Linked DNA regions of Rattus norvegicus: region 2 is linked to region 1. The links are chromatin contacts, called in public Hi-C maps. All regions are on one chromosome and are shown on one strand. The core of a region is the stretch at or near the end of the contact, and the rest is flanking DNA. Distances in the headings are between cores, read along the strand shown.

Region 1 (6,610 bases), core at 3,169-5,668:
TTTTTTTGAAAAACCTAACTGACCTTTAATTTTTCAAAGTCACACTTAAAGGTAAGCTAGAACAACTTAGTACCCACTAATTACAAACCATGCTATGATCTATTTTGCCCATCTTGCCATGAGCTTGTGATAAAGCAATTTGAGAGTTTTCTTCTCCCCTCTCAAAAAAAAAATACTCCAAGACACCGTCATGTCATAAATACACTTTCAAGCTGGAGCTGCCACCTGATCTCTTTCTACCTTCACTAGTCATATAGTTTGTTCAGGTTGTTCTTTGACTCTATCCTGGAAGACCCAGCTCTCCCACAATGCCCTCCTGATAGCCCTTCCCACCATATTGTAGGTGCAAATGAGTACCTCTCATCCAGACAGTCTTGTACTATAAGTGAATGGCTTTTTTACAGTTGTGGGTCCGTTTGCCTTTGATCATGTTCTGGTGCTATCTACGATTTGCATGCCGTGACTCCAACAGATTCATGTTTTAAATGTTTATTCCTAAGCTGATGATGCTATTTTAGGAAGCTGTGGACTGTTACGAGGTAGACTCTGCTTGATGAGAGCAGCACATTGGAGCGAAGGTTTTTGAAGCTTCTATTTAGGCCCTGGTCCTGGTCTTGCCCTTTGAATCTTGGTCCACTGGGATGTGAATAGCTGCCACCATGCTTTCCTGCAGCCTTGATCTCAGCTGTCCCATCATGCCTTCTCCACCCTGATGACCTGAAACTGTGAACCCCCATAATGTTTTTTCTTTTCTTCTGTCAGTTGTGTGGGTAGCCAGTATACCACAATTACACAATTCTTCCTCCCTGAGGAAGAAGACTGAGTATTATAGTTTACCACCCTCAGACACTCACTCCTTCCTCTGGGCTTTCTTAATGTGGGGTCTATTCATTTCTTGAATTCTCTGCTAAGTGGCTCAAATAGGAGTGGCCATTCCAAGCAATATCTGACCCAAAGAGCATGCAACCTTTAAGCTGGAGATGTGAGTCTGATGAATGCTTAGAGCTGTGTCTCCCCTCTGGTAGAGGATGCGAGTCTGAGAGACAAAGGCTGGCATGGAAGGAGTAGAAAGACTCCTGGAGACAGATGAGATCCAAGCTCTGGCCATTGCTTACACTTTCCTCCTCGGGCTTTAGTCTGGAGCCACTGAATCTCCCCTCTCAGAAGTGAAGTCAAAGTTGCTTTTTTGACTTTTGCAGCCAATGAATCTTCTCAAACGGCACCAGCCATCTTATTCATGTCTCTACAGCTAGTAGTGGACTCAGGATTCTGCATTCAATATGGCCTTCATAAACTGTCTTCAGTTTTAAGCATGAAATAACATTTGTTATCACGGGACTCAGGGGCAGTGGTGACTGATCACATGCTACACTGTCATAGGTGTTATGAGGGTCTCATGCTAGCACTGCATCATGAAGTGGTAGCTTCACATGCATTCTGATCATCTCCTGAGTCTGAGTTTGTTCCATTGGCATTAGGTCAACTATCTCTCAGAAGTGTCTACAATTTCTAACAACTGAATAATTGGCTCTCCTTAAGCTTAATCTTGGAAGACCAGATGGGAGTGACTACAGCATGCTTACCAGCAACAGTTTATACTTGGTTGGTCACGTGACTGATTTCCTATTTGCATGGTGCATAGAGCATTGGGTATAAGACATGAAATAATGTATGTGGACACTGATAACCAGCTAGGTTGCCTCAGGAAAACAATATCACTCCTTTGGTTCCTGCTTTTCCCATCTGCAGACTGGAGAAACCCCATATTATCTGACTTCTAGTCCTACTGAGAGATTGGGATGGGGAAAAATAAACCTGGCAGCATTTTGTCCTTAGCTATGCTTTCTTGAAGAATCATGTTAGGCTCATCCCTAAACAAACAGGCCACTGTAGAACTGACAGGCTTGCTTTGATAAATGCATGGCCCAAGGCAGGGTCACTCCTGCAAGCACTGCCCTGATGTACTTGATGAAGGAGCTGAGGTGAGCCTCCCCAAGTCTGATAAGCTCATTTGTCAGCTATAGCTTCGGGATGCTTATGCTCACTGCCCCTGCTCTGAAAGCCACTTGCCTCAGTATTTGGTGATGAAATTGGCTCCTGAGTCTTTTGCCTCCTTGCTCTGTCCTTATGACACACACACACACTGGTAAGTGTCCTAACTGATGCACTGGGTAGAATCTAAGTGGGACCTGACTGGTTGTTCCTTCCTAGGCCCCTGCCAGCTTGTACGATATGCAGGATGCTGCTGACATCCTATATAAAGCCCAGTAACGATGGCTGATGGCTGGCATGGGCTACTTGTTCAGGGGGCCCATCTAGTTCTAAATCTGCTTCTGTTCTTGTCCTTGACATAAGTCCTTTCAGAAACTTGTTTTCAGGGACTCTCCTCCAGTAGAAGACCATAGTAGAAAGATGGTTTTGGAGACGTGGTTCAAATCTCTGCCCTGCTGTCACATGTCTGTGGAAACTAATATTTGGGAATAATAAGGCTCATACTGCACTGAAACCATGGCCAACAGTCATCTAACATCCATAAACAGTGGTTGCTGAGTAAATGCTGGTTTCCTTTCCTGTTTCTCAGTCATAAGACAGAAAGCATCCCTATCAACAGGATATCTTAAATTTTAGGGAGGAAATTGCACATACACTCTGAGTCCAAAAAGGAATGTTTCCAAAGGACACTATGGGAAGCAATGTATTTCTCTTTATCTACAACATGCTGAGACTCAAATTTGGGGTTCTGTATTTCTTCGGCAGCAAGAGAGGATGCAACATGAGCTAAATGCTTGCTGAGCGGGGAGACATATGGAGAGGGCGGGGCTCAGTGAAGGCAGATTGAGCTCCTTGGTGCTGGTGGAAAAGAGAGACCTGCCCAGCAAAGTCCCAGGGGCTGGCAGCCTATGATAGTGACAAGAGTCATTCCCATCTGAGAAGCTGACTTACATTTTCAAAGCACTTTCTCTTTTATCTTTGTCCCCCTTACAACATCCATGAGAGACGGGTGTTATCGTTCCCATCTGACGGAAAGGAAATGAAGCCAGTACAAGAGTATTGTAAATGACAAGACGGGCTCTCAGGAGTCAGACACAAAGCAGTATCCTCCCTCTTAGCTTAGTGAGGTGACCTTGAGCTAACTGTTTATCCTGTGGGTCTCAGTTTGCTCCTTTGTAATCTTGTCTCAAAGCACCCATCCTTTGTTATGGGGTACAGAGAACATAGGCTTTAGGGACCTAAATTTAAACCCCACTGCACTTCATGCTAGCTCCATGCGGGATTAGCAAACAGGTCCACAACTGCTCAAGGAGCCAGCATCCTTACTCCAGAACTTGGAACTTCCAGACATTCACTTTGGGTATACTTGTCCACAGGACCTATCCTGGAGATTGTTCTATGGTCTCTGGATGCCCTGAAAAGTCTCTGGATAAGGTCTTGTAGCTAAGCTGAGAAACAACACTTCCTGTAGAGATCAGACACTATGTAGGGTGGAATGAGTACTGATAATAAAACCAGAGATCTGAATCCCTGTCAGCTTCTTTCTCTGCCTCAGTTACTCCATCTGAAAAGAAGATGGCATTTACTTCTGCCACGACCTTTGATCTTCCGAGCTGTCATGACAACAGCCTGCCTCCCTGCCCTACTTTTGGCCGGAAGGCTCACCAGATGCATCATTACTTCATTTGTGGAGTTTCATGGATGCTTTGGTTGCCTGCAGTGAGGGGAAGAGCACAATAAGCCCTCCTGGAATACATACAGAGGAGAGGCCATGCAGGTTTTCTCTATGTCCCCCCCCCCTTTTTTTTTTGAGACTTGAAGGCGGCAGCTGGCAAGTTCAGAGAAAGTCAAGTCCTTGAAGAGAGTAAGGTCAACAAAGATCAGAGGCTGAAGGAGGCCAGAGGTAAAGGAGGCCAGCAGATGCCAAGGTGCCCTTTTGGAGAGATAGTCGGGAAAGTGTAGAAAGTTAAATGCTTTTTCAGTGTCCTGAGAAAGGGGCAAGAGGGATGCGGCCTCACACTAGGACAGAAACTCCTGCTGCTGGAAAGGGAACACTGTGAGACACCATCCTGCAGAAATACTAGGAGGCCCCAAGGTCCAAGAGAGGCTGTAAAAGCCAATGGGAAGTCAGTGGACAGAGAGAGGGGCAGGGCCAGAATCAGACCGGGATTCAGGGTAATCTCAATCGTCGACTTGATAACTTTAGTTACCGCCCTCAGAACATCTTATAAAAATAACCCGCCTCTTTGAGGATGAATGAGATTGCAGGGGCGCATCTGCATGTCTTTCAGTTCATCCACACAAAGCCACTATAAATGGTTCTGCAGAGTGAAAGCAGTTTCAAGTGTGTGACTGCCAGGTGGGCCGTGCTGCTTTCCATCTGCCGACTCTCCAGTCGGGTTGCGTGGGTACCAGCCTGGCTCTGCCACAAAGCTAGCTTGGCAACTGTGACTAAATTTCTCAACTGCTCTGTGTCTCAGGTTCCGTGTCACCAAGGAGGATATATTCACTGGCCAAGGCCCAAGTTCAGGGAAGGAAAGCAAATTAATAAGAATAGAAAGCCTAAAACACTGAATGACTAACAAAGGCTCGGCAAACGTCACCTATTTTTCTCTGCCTGTTGTTTAAGCCTCCTTACATGTTGTATACACACACACACACACACACACACACACACACACACACACAGTCCAACAACTCCAGTTGTGTCGGTCAGCCTCAGGAGCTCTTCTGACGTGCAGGCTCAGGGCAAGGACAGAACACAACTGTAGAGAATCAGAGTTTTCAGAACTAGAGCGGCCAAGGTATGTACTTGGTACTGGCTTCCAGTGCCAATCCTGGCTTCTTACATAGGCCTCTAATGTCTTAACACTTTTCTCTCTGTGGTTCTGATCTGCTTCTGCCCTACACTGCGGACCCTGAGCACCCGTCCCGGGTCCAACAACTACTCTTGCTTGTCTTCAGCTCCGATGAGGGAAATCCAATGATGGCACTCACACTCCAGCTTAAGTGTCACCCTGACTGGAGCCAACTGAGCTCATGGAAAGAGAGATCAGAGGTTCCCTGGACATATGACCACAACAGTGTGGCAAGCATCCCTGGGCCAGCTTCCAATGGGAAGCTCAGCTCAGCTTCCCAAGAGAAGTGCCCCACCCGTCTCCCTTCTTTCAAACCCCAAACCCTCTTTTCCCAAGTTTTTCATATATATACATTCATATTCTCTCTCTCTCTCTCTCTCTCTCTCTCTCTCTCTCTCTCTCTCTCTCTCTCTCTCTCTGTCCATTGGGTCCCATCCCCTCTCCAATTCCCATCTCATTACACAACTGCATTGACTAAAAATACTTCTGGCAGCTGTGATCAAACCCAAACTGAGCAAGATGTAGATTTAATGAGGCTTCCATGGAAACAAGAATCCTTTTGCCAGGCAAGAGGATATAACAGTGCCAGCTAAAGGAGGAGAGCAGGGGACTGTGTGGAGAGCAGACGGAGGTGTTGGTTACATGGGGACAGTGGGGAGTCCCAAGAATCTCCTTCACCCAGCAACTTTTTCTGGAAGGGGTTCAGCCTCCATCCTGAGACTGAGCTACCTGGCGACAGTCAGCCGCCCTGGTCAGCAACATTCTGAAAGCCACCCTACGTGAATGTGGCAAGGGAACCACAGTTTATTTTAGGCTTGAGATAAATATTTACCACGGGAGTCTCTCAAACAGACACTCAGCAGTTGGAAAAAAATATTAGAGTATAAAAATAAAAAGCTGCTGACTCCAGGGTTCATTGATGATCAAAACCAACCAACCAAACCAAAAAGAAAAAGTGCAGAGGAGAAAGGTCGCTAGATGCAAAGACATTTTCTTCCCTGCAGGTTCTCTACTCCCTTGGGGAATCATTTCCCTCCAGCTCTGGCTGCTGGAGCCATGATGTTCCTCAAAGCTTCTCAAAGAGAAGGCTGAAACCTCTGTTGGCACAACTGCCACGTGGCTCCCTGGTGCCTGATCTCCTGTCACCCGGCCGGGATGGGTTCCACTGTAATTCTGTTTCCTCTCCCAGGCCCTTAGCTGTTTCTTCTGAGTTCCCACTGCCAACACAGTAATCATTACATCTGAAGGACTAGTGTTCATGCTGGGTAAAAAAAAAATGGGGACCACAAAACTATGCACCAATTTGGCTGGGAGCTGTTTTTGCCAGACTTGTGAGTCCACAGTGGTTTTTACACTTTTAATAACCTGAAAAGAATGAAGCATACACAACAGAGACCACAGGACTATTCTTCCTCTCTTTGTGTACAGGGATAGTCTGATGGTCCCTGAATAGTTTTAGAATCAAATGGATTTCATTTCAAATTCCAGTTCTTCCATGGATTAGATCAATAGCTTTATGGAATATACTTAAATTTTCTTCAAAGTTTAAGCATTCTCTCTCTCTCTCCCTCTCCCTCCCTCTTCCTCCCTCTCCCTCTCCCTCTCCCTCTCTCTCTCCCTCTCTCTCCCTCTCCCTCTCTCTCCCTCTCCCTCTCTTTCCCTCTCCCTGTCTCTCCCTCTCCCTCTCTCTCCCTCTCCCTCTCCCTCCCTCTCTCTCTCTCTCTCTCTCTCTCTCTCTCTCTCTCTCTCTCTCTCTCTGT
Region 2 (7,204 bases), core at 2,532-5,031, 87 kb after region 1:
ATAAACCAACCTCATTAAAGAAAAGCAGTGGACCGCCTTCATTGAAAGAACATGGTAGGGCTGGAGAGATGGCTCAGCCACTACGGACTAGGCTCATAACCAAATGTCTAAGAGCACTCGAGTTTTCAAATGAGAACAGAGGAGTCCCTTTCTCCACCAGCCTACTTGGGGATCTATAGAGATTTCCCATTGGCTCTACATCCCAGCGTCAGCCAGTTTCTGCATATTGTATAAAACAACAATTTGATCCTTTACTTCTGGAGTTAACACCTTCCTAATGCCTCACTGGAAAAATGCCATGCAATTCCTTAGCATGGAGTGCAAGCCCTTCACAGCTTGACCCTGTTTCTCTCTCTTCTCCCTGCTTTCAGCAAAACTAACCTGAACCCATACTTCCTTTCTGGTTTAGCTGTTCCCCGAGCCCCAAGACCCCGAGGAGAGGTGATCATTTCTATTTACTTCCACTGATCTGCCATAGCCCCTCATGGGGCAGAAATCACTTTATACACTAATTGCCTATTCACTGCTTGGTTGTACCTGGGAGGATGTATGTTTATGAGGAAAGGAACCGTTTCATTTTGCCTGCCTCTGTACCCAGCTCTTGTCTGGCAGAGTAGGTGCTTACTGGTTGCTTGCTTGTTCAATAAATGTCTCCCCGAGAAAAGAAGTAAAGGCTTTCTCTTTTGGAGAAAATATTTCACCCTCTAGGTAAAACAAGTGCTTGAGTGAGGGGAGTTACCCATCTCTACTCATCAAATGTAGCCATGTGAAGGGAAATCAAGATGGTAGCGTCTTCCAAATCCTGATTGAGGGCAATGGATATACCACACAGGGTGGGAAACAATGCCACATTATTGCCTATGGACAATATCCACCACTGTGACCCGAGATTACATACACACACGCACACTCACACCCGCACACATGCACGCACGCGTGCACACAAAACATACACAAATTGTTCCAAACAGGAATAGAAGAGGTCTGGGGTAAGTGAATCTGGCTGTCAGCTCACTGAGGGGCCCAGTGTGAAGGGATTTTATTTTTATAGTACTACAGATTAAATAAACACTCTAATCAGGTCCTTCACCATTGAGCTACATACAACCTTGTCTTTCTGCCCCTCCCCCAAACACCAAGTTGCTGCTGCTGCTGCTGCTGCTGCTGTTGTTGTCGTTGTCAGTGATGGGATCTCACAGATTGCCCAGACAGGCTTTGGATTTATAATCCTCCTGCTGAGATTACAGACCTTTGCTGCCAGGCCTGGCTTGGTTTTTTTTTCAAGCAGAACAAAGCCAACAGCAGCAAAAACAGTTCGAAAACTCTCCCTTCTCCCTTCTTCTACTGGGAGTAGAAGATGCCCAGAGAGGGGAAGATGCAACACGTGCCTCCTCCGATTCCATTGTTTAACCAAACAATTGCCAAGTGCCTGCTCTCTGCTGGACACAGGGATAGGCCCTGGGGATACAGTGTGGATAAAGGCAAACCTTCTTTCTTCTCTTCCTGGAGCTCATGGTCCAGGTCCAGAGCTGTGTTCCTCCCCGCTCCCTGCATACCCTCCCCCATTGCTCAGTCACACCAGTAAAATTCAGCTGCATCTTAGATCACTTCAAAGTTGGGGGTTCAGATTATGGGTGTATGAAATAAGGAAATCTAGAAGAACAATAAACATTCCATGTAGGGGGACTTGCACCATAGTCTTCCTGTCTTCAAGTAAAGAAAGAACCTCTGTGATCAAGTCCCAGTTCTGCAGATACACACACACACACACACACACACACACACACACACACACACACACACACACACACAGTTCATTTATTTAAAGAGACCAGGGTGACCAACCAGTCCCATCCAATCACCAACACAACAAGGCAGCTTCCTCCCAAAGTTAGATCAGCCAGCCAGAGTCTGCCAGCAGGGTGGGAAGATGGGAGGTCACTGGCCTGTACTTAGTGAACTTCCCCCCCACTCTCGCCACCCCACTCTGCCACCCCCACCCTCCCCATTTCAGGAAGAGCATGGCGCAGCCGCTATATTTGAAAACCCTGAGGTAAACAAGAGCACAGCTCAAGTGGATGGGGCACAACAGCTGTGGAAGATTAATCACAGGAGCTGCTGCGAGTCACCGGGTCGCTGGAGGCCTGCAGGCTTCCCTTTTGGTACCCTACCAGACGAACCGGATGTGTTCCCATTATGTGTTCCCCCAGCCCTCCCTTTGGTGGTTTCTTGACCACCCAGGAGCTGGGCACCTGGTGCCCAGCTGCAGCCTACATTTCTGATAAATTGCACCCAATTTCAATCTTTCTGCCTGGAAAACCTTAACACCAAGCGTTCAGATGTTTGTTTGTTTGTTAATTGCCAAAAGAGAAAGAGAAAGAGAGGGAGCGGATAGGAGGCAAGCAGTGAGTGAGGAAATTTACAGCACTGCATTAAAGGCATTTGTTTTATGCCCCCCCCCTTTCCCGGTTAAAAATAAAACACAACGAATGAAAAAGAAAAACTACCTCCTTCACTGAAAACCCTCTAGCAAATCATTTTCATCCTCTGCCCCAGTGTGGCTTGGGTCCTCAGGGCAGGTCAGCTAGGGCCTGCAGAAGCAGCCTGGCCTTAAAATGAGGGCTCCTGCGTGTGTAGTGTGTGTGTGTGTGTGTGTGTGTGTGTGTGTGTGTGTGTGTGTGTGTGTGTTGAAGGAAAAAGGGGAGCTTAGTTATACACTTTCACAGTTCTCCACGCAGCCCTAGATCTCTCAGACTACGGGGTACCCTTTGGCCCAAGAGCCCTCCAGGGCTGGAGGGAAGGGAGTGCACTGGGGCTGCGGTTATGGGCCAGCAGCGATGGAGTCCCAACATTGAGGTACGCGCGTGCGTGCGTGTGCGCGTGAGTTCGTGTGTGTGTGTGTGTGTGTGTGTGTGTGTGTGTGTGTGTGTGTGTGTGTGTGTTATCGCGCGCATGCGCGCGCGCGCCAAGGGAATAACGCGGTCCCCTTCCTAGCCTCAGAACCAGGTGGGCACTCAGCCCAGGAGCTCACCGGCGTGACACACATGCACAGACACACACACACACACACACACACACACACACACACACAGGGCCATGCAGCTTCCTCTTTGAGCTACCCCGCCCCTAAGTCATCAACCCCAAAGCAGGACTGTTTCCAGTACTATGGCTCACAGGCATCTCTCACGGCACCCCCAGCACCCTAGCTTAGACACCCTCCCAGATTCTCCCCCAACACCGCATATACAACATACACTTTCCCGGCCACCCTCCCCCACTTTTTCTGGCACTAAACCCGCCGCAAGGCACCGCATGCGAATGATCTTGAGAAATAACTTATGATTCTTCTCCACCAGGGACCCTCTCGTGAGCATATCAGGCTTGGGATCTCGGGATCTCGGCAGGCATCCCCTGCCTCTGCCGTCCTCCGGGGCTTGGGGATTGTGGGCTTATCCCATTACTCACCGATTCCCCTTAGCTTCCAGAGCTCAATGGGCAAGTAAGGCGGGCTAGGAAGGTGCACGATGCCCGCGCCGCCCGGCTCCTCACCGGCCGCAGCGGCTCATCGCCCCCGCGGGCTGCGGGCCGGCTGCAGCGGCGTCCAGGGCATGACAGTCCGCCGCGGCTGCCGGCCGGAGCTCGTGGGCTAGCAGCTGTCAGGGGGCTACCAGGCAGCGCATCTGGAGCTCGATCGCTGGGGCCAGGGAGCAGGGCGGGTTGTACGGACCCTCGGCACCCAGCCAAGAAGCAGGGACTGCCTGAGTGGCCCAGGCAAGGCCCGGAGTCCCGGTCGCTGTCGCCTGGGGATCCCTGCGGGAGGGGCGGGACGGAGAGCAACGCGGCGCGCCCTGGCGGCTCCGAGGGACCCCGGCGGGGGCTGGCTGCCGCGTCGCCCGGGCTTTCCCCGGGCTGGGAGCGCGCGGCTCAGCCTCGCCCGCTGTCACCACCGGAGACGTCTCGGCCTCGCCGCGCACAGAGGGGACGAGCGTAGGGGCTGGTTTCTGGGCGAGCCTAGAGCTTTGCCCATTAAGCCTCCGCAAGGAGCCAAATCAAAAAGCCAATCTCCAAGCCTCCAAACTCGACGTCACCCTATCAGCTGGGAGACAGCTACACCAAATGACAAGCCGCGCATATTTAGCCTCGCGCGCGGAGGGGAGTTTTCCACAGCGCTTCTCGGCGGGCCTGGGACACCAAGCACGGACCTAGCGTTCAGAGAGCCCCGGGAGATAGAATGCGGATGCAAGCCCTACCCGAAAGCCACCAACCCAACCGTTGAGCCTGGAACCTAGAGCATCGGAGCAGACGGCTGCTGCAAGGAGGCGACTCGTCCTGACCTGGATTCCCCCGAGTTGGTAGCCCTGAAGTCCCGACAGCAGGCAAGAGCTCGGCACAGCAGGCAAGAGCTCGGCACAGGCTTCCCTCTTGTCCTCGGGAGACGCAGCCGCCCGCAATCCCGAAATTAAGTCCCCTCCAAACACATTGTGGCTTTTAAATATAGCAGGGAATGATTACCCAGGCAGGGTCCACCCAGGCCCAGGGGAGGACTCGAGGGGGATGGAGGTTGGCAATGTGTGTGTGTGTTGGGGGGGGTCCTTTTTCTCTCCCATTTATCCCCCCCCTTCTTGGTGCAGAACTCACCCTGTCATTTTCTCAACCCAAGTCAAGTAAGAGCTTTGTGAGAGATGCTTGGGTGAGCACTGCTCTGTTGGCTCTGGTGTTTTTTTAAGGCTAAAAATAAAAGGGGGCTGCCTTTCAAATTGCTGCTTACTCTGGGCCTGGAGACTAGAGCAGAGACGGCCCTTTGATGCAGCAACAGAACTAGGGTTTGGGGCTTGGCTTGAGAGTAGGGTACGCACACAGCCTTAAATCAGATGCCTGTAATTTCTGCTATATTTGCCACGCATGGTCCTGGTGGCAGGAGTGGGCAGACCATGCCTAACCATGAGATTGTGTGTCCTCAGTTTATTGATGTCATCAGGCAGCCGTGGAATGAGTGGCTGCTGGTCATTTGTATAGACATCAGTGTGGATGGGACGGAAACTGTTCTCGAAGCTTCTGCCGCCTGAAGCCAAGCATAAGAGGAATCAGACAGTGTCACATCTCTGAGAAGGGCGGGTGGCAGTGAATTTGGTTGCATTGTTTGATATCATTCTCACAGAAGGCTATGAAATACACGCAATTACTACTTCCACTTTTCTGTCGACTTTTGTCTAGAAGTTAAACAGCTATCCTAGGGCGACATGTCGCAGAGTCAAGGATGGGAAGGGGTTGGGGGGACCAGCTGGAGTCGTGCTGGCAAGCAGCAAGTGTGATACCACAAACAGCATGTACAACCTCCAGCTCCTGGACACCAACCAGGGAGAAGCCAAAGTGATTGTGCCCATAGGAGGTAGAAAGGACTGGAACTTGGAAGGAAATATACTCTTCTTTGGGGGGGGTGAGGGGAGGGTCAGTGCAGTGTTCTTTAGCAAGTCAGGAGGTGATCCTGTCCTGAATTTGGGCTCTGCATGGATTGCTGGAAGTGCTTTCAGACAGTTTAGGGGCCTTGAATTTTGGTGATTTTTAAGGGCTCAGATTCTGGTGTTGTAGTACTTCAATGATTTCAAAGGGTGTGAAGGTTTCAGACCCACCAGGCAGCAGGATTGGCCTTGTGTTTGTCCTCATGGAGCAGCAGGGTGTCTAAATAGGCTGCAGTCAAAATGAGAGGGATGGACAGATGATGTGCAAACTGGGACAGCTTTTAGGATAGGTAACTATTAGGCATACCTCAACTCTTTTATAAAAGTGAGAGCTGCTGTGACTCAGGGCTTTTCCTGCAATATGGCCGTGACTGGGGGTATAAATGAAGAGATGGGTATAAGGATGTTTGTAGTGGTACTTAGTACAGTAAAGAAACTGCAATCATCTGAAGTTTTTTCAACAAAATTGAGGTAATAAACCACACTGCAATGACACAGTACCATATAAAATATTGGTTGGTGGGGAATCCTCCACCCTCCAAGTTAAAATGTTGACGGGCTTGTGCAGACAAGCACAGATGCTGTTCAGTTCAAATATGAAAGATGCTGATGCAGCATTCTGTGTATTGACATGGGAAGGTTTCCATGATGTATGAGAATGAGGGAAAAAAGGTAGGATGGGGGAGGGAGGGGGGAGGGAGACAGGGAAGGAGAGAGGGAAGGAGGGAGACAGGGAAGCAGGGAGACAGACTGGAGAGAGAGGGGGGGAAAGGGAGAGGAGAGGAGGAGAAGAGAGGAGAGGAGAGGAGAGGAGAGGAGAGGAGAGGAGAGGAGAGGAGAGGAGAGGAGAGGAGAGGAGAGGAGAGAGAGTGAATATGAATGTGTAGCTATGCCCTGTCAACATAAAAATACATAAAGTATTTCAAGTTGCTGTTTTTTGGTGGTAGGGTTTCTAGTGGTATATTTTCTTTTTAGATAAACTTTATTGAGGCATAACTTAAGTGCAATCAAACCACTTGTTTCAAGTGCACAGGTTGATGGCTCTGTGGCACTTCGGATGTTCAGTGTCCTGGCAAAATAAAGCCTTGCTTCTAAGGTGCTATTGAAAAGCTAGAGGTGCTAATGGGTGGAGGGTTACCAGGAAGACTTTAGGTCATTAGAGACGAACTCTAATGGGAGGGGAAGGCTGGATAGGTGGGTAAAGTACTCACCATGCAATCGTGAAGATCTGAGTTCAGATCCTCCAGAACCCATGTAATGCCTATAATCTCAGTGCTGGGCAGTAGGCAGGGACAGATAGAAGGGTCCCTGAAGTGCATTGGCCAGCTTGGTGGTTGCTATATTAAAATGAGTTTGGTTGGCAACATCAATGTAAAATCTATCTGTGATCCCCGCACTGGGGAGGCAGAGACAGGAAGATGGAAAGCCAGTCTCAAGCTACAGGTTCAATAAGAGACCCTGCCTCAACTAAGACAGAAATTGAGGAAGACACCTGACATCTCCCTCTGGTCTCTACGCATACATGCTTGCACACTATACATGAACACTCCAGGTGCTTGTACACTATACGTGTACACACAGAAGCTTCTGGCCTCCATACAATCTTATCTAGACCGAGAATGTTTTCAGGCTCTGAGACTTGCTGCTGAATAAGCTCACCCTCTCTAGTTCTTTCTGAACTCTAGCCGGCTGGTTCAACTCAGCTGTTCTGGCCCAAACTCCTCTCACCCAATGTTGGGAGTTCC

What was found. Hi-C and Micro-C count contacts between places; a contact is called where the count stands out from the background.
Region 2: a contact with region 1 is called in a Hi-C map of psoas muscle, with 8 times the contacts expected there. The contact joins the promoter of Slc8a3 here to the enhancer-like site in region 1. A contact is called at or near these places in 2 of 12 Hi-C or Micro-C datasets (frontal cortex and psoas muscle).

Annotation. Positions count from the first base shown.
Region 1 is chr6:106,647,098-106,653,707 of GRCr8, forward strand. The region is part of intron 2 of Slc8a3 (solute carrier family 8 member A3); the gene reads right to left. The region is part of intron 1 of LOC120103571 (a long non-coding RNA gene); the gene reads left to right. Among named protein-coding and RNA genes, the nearest start is that of Slc8a3, 88 kb to the right of the region's middle. Within about 2 kb of position 4,419, at least 16 of the 93 cell types and tissues checked have an H3K27ac peak or open chromatin away from gene starts, as enhancers often do.
Region 2 is chr6:106,734,724-106,741,927 of GRCr8, forward strand. It overlaps Slc8a3 (solute carrier family 8 member A3), which reads right to left and starts at 3,782. Exons shown (of 8, transcript NM_078620.2): 1 at 3,466-3,782.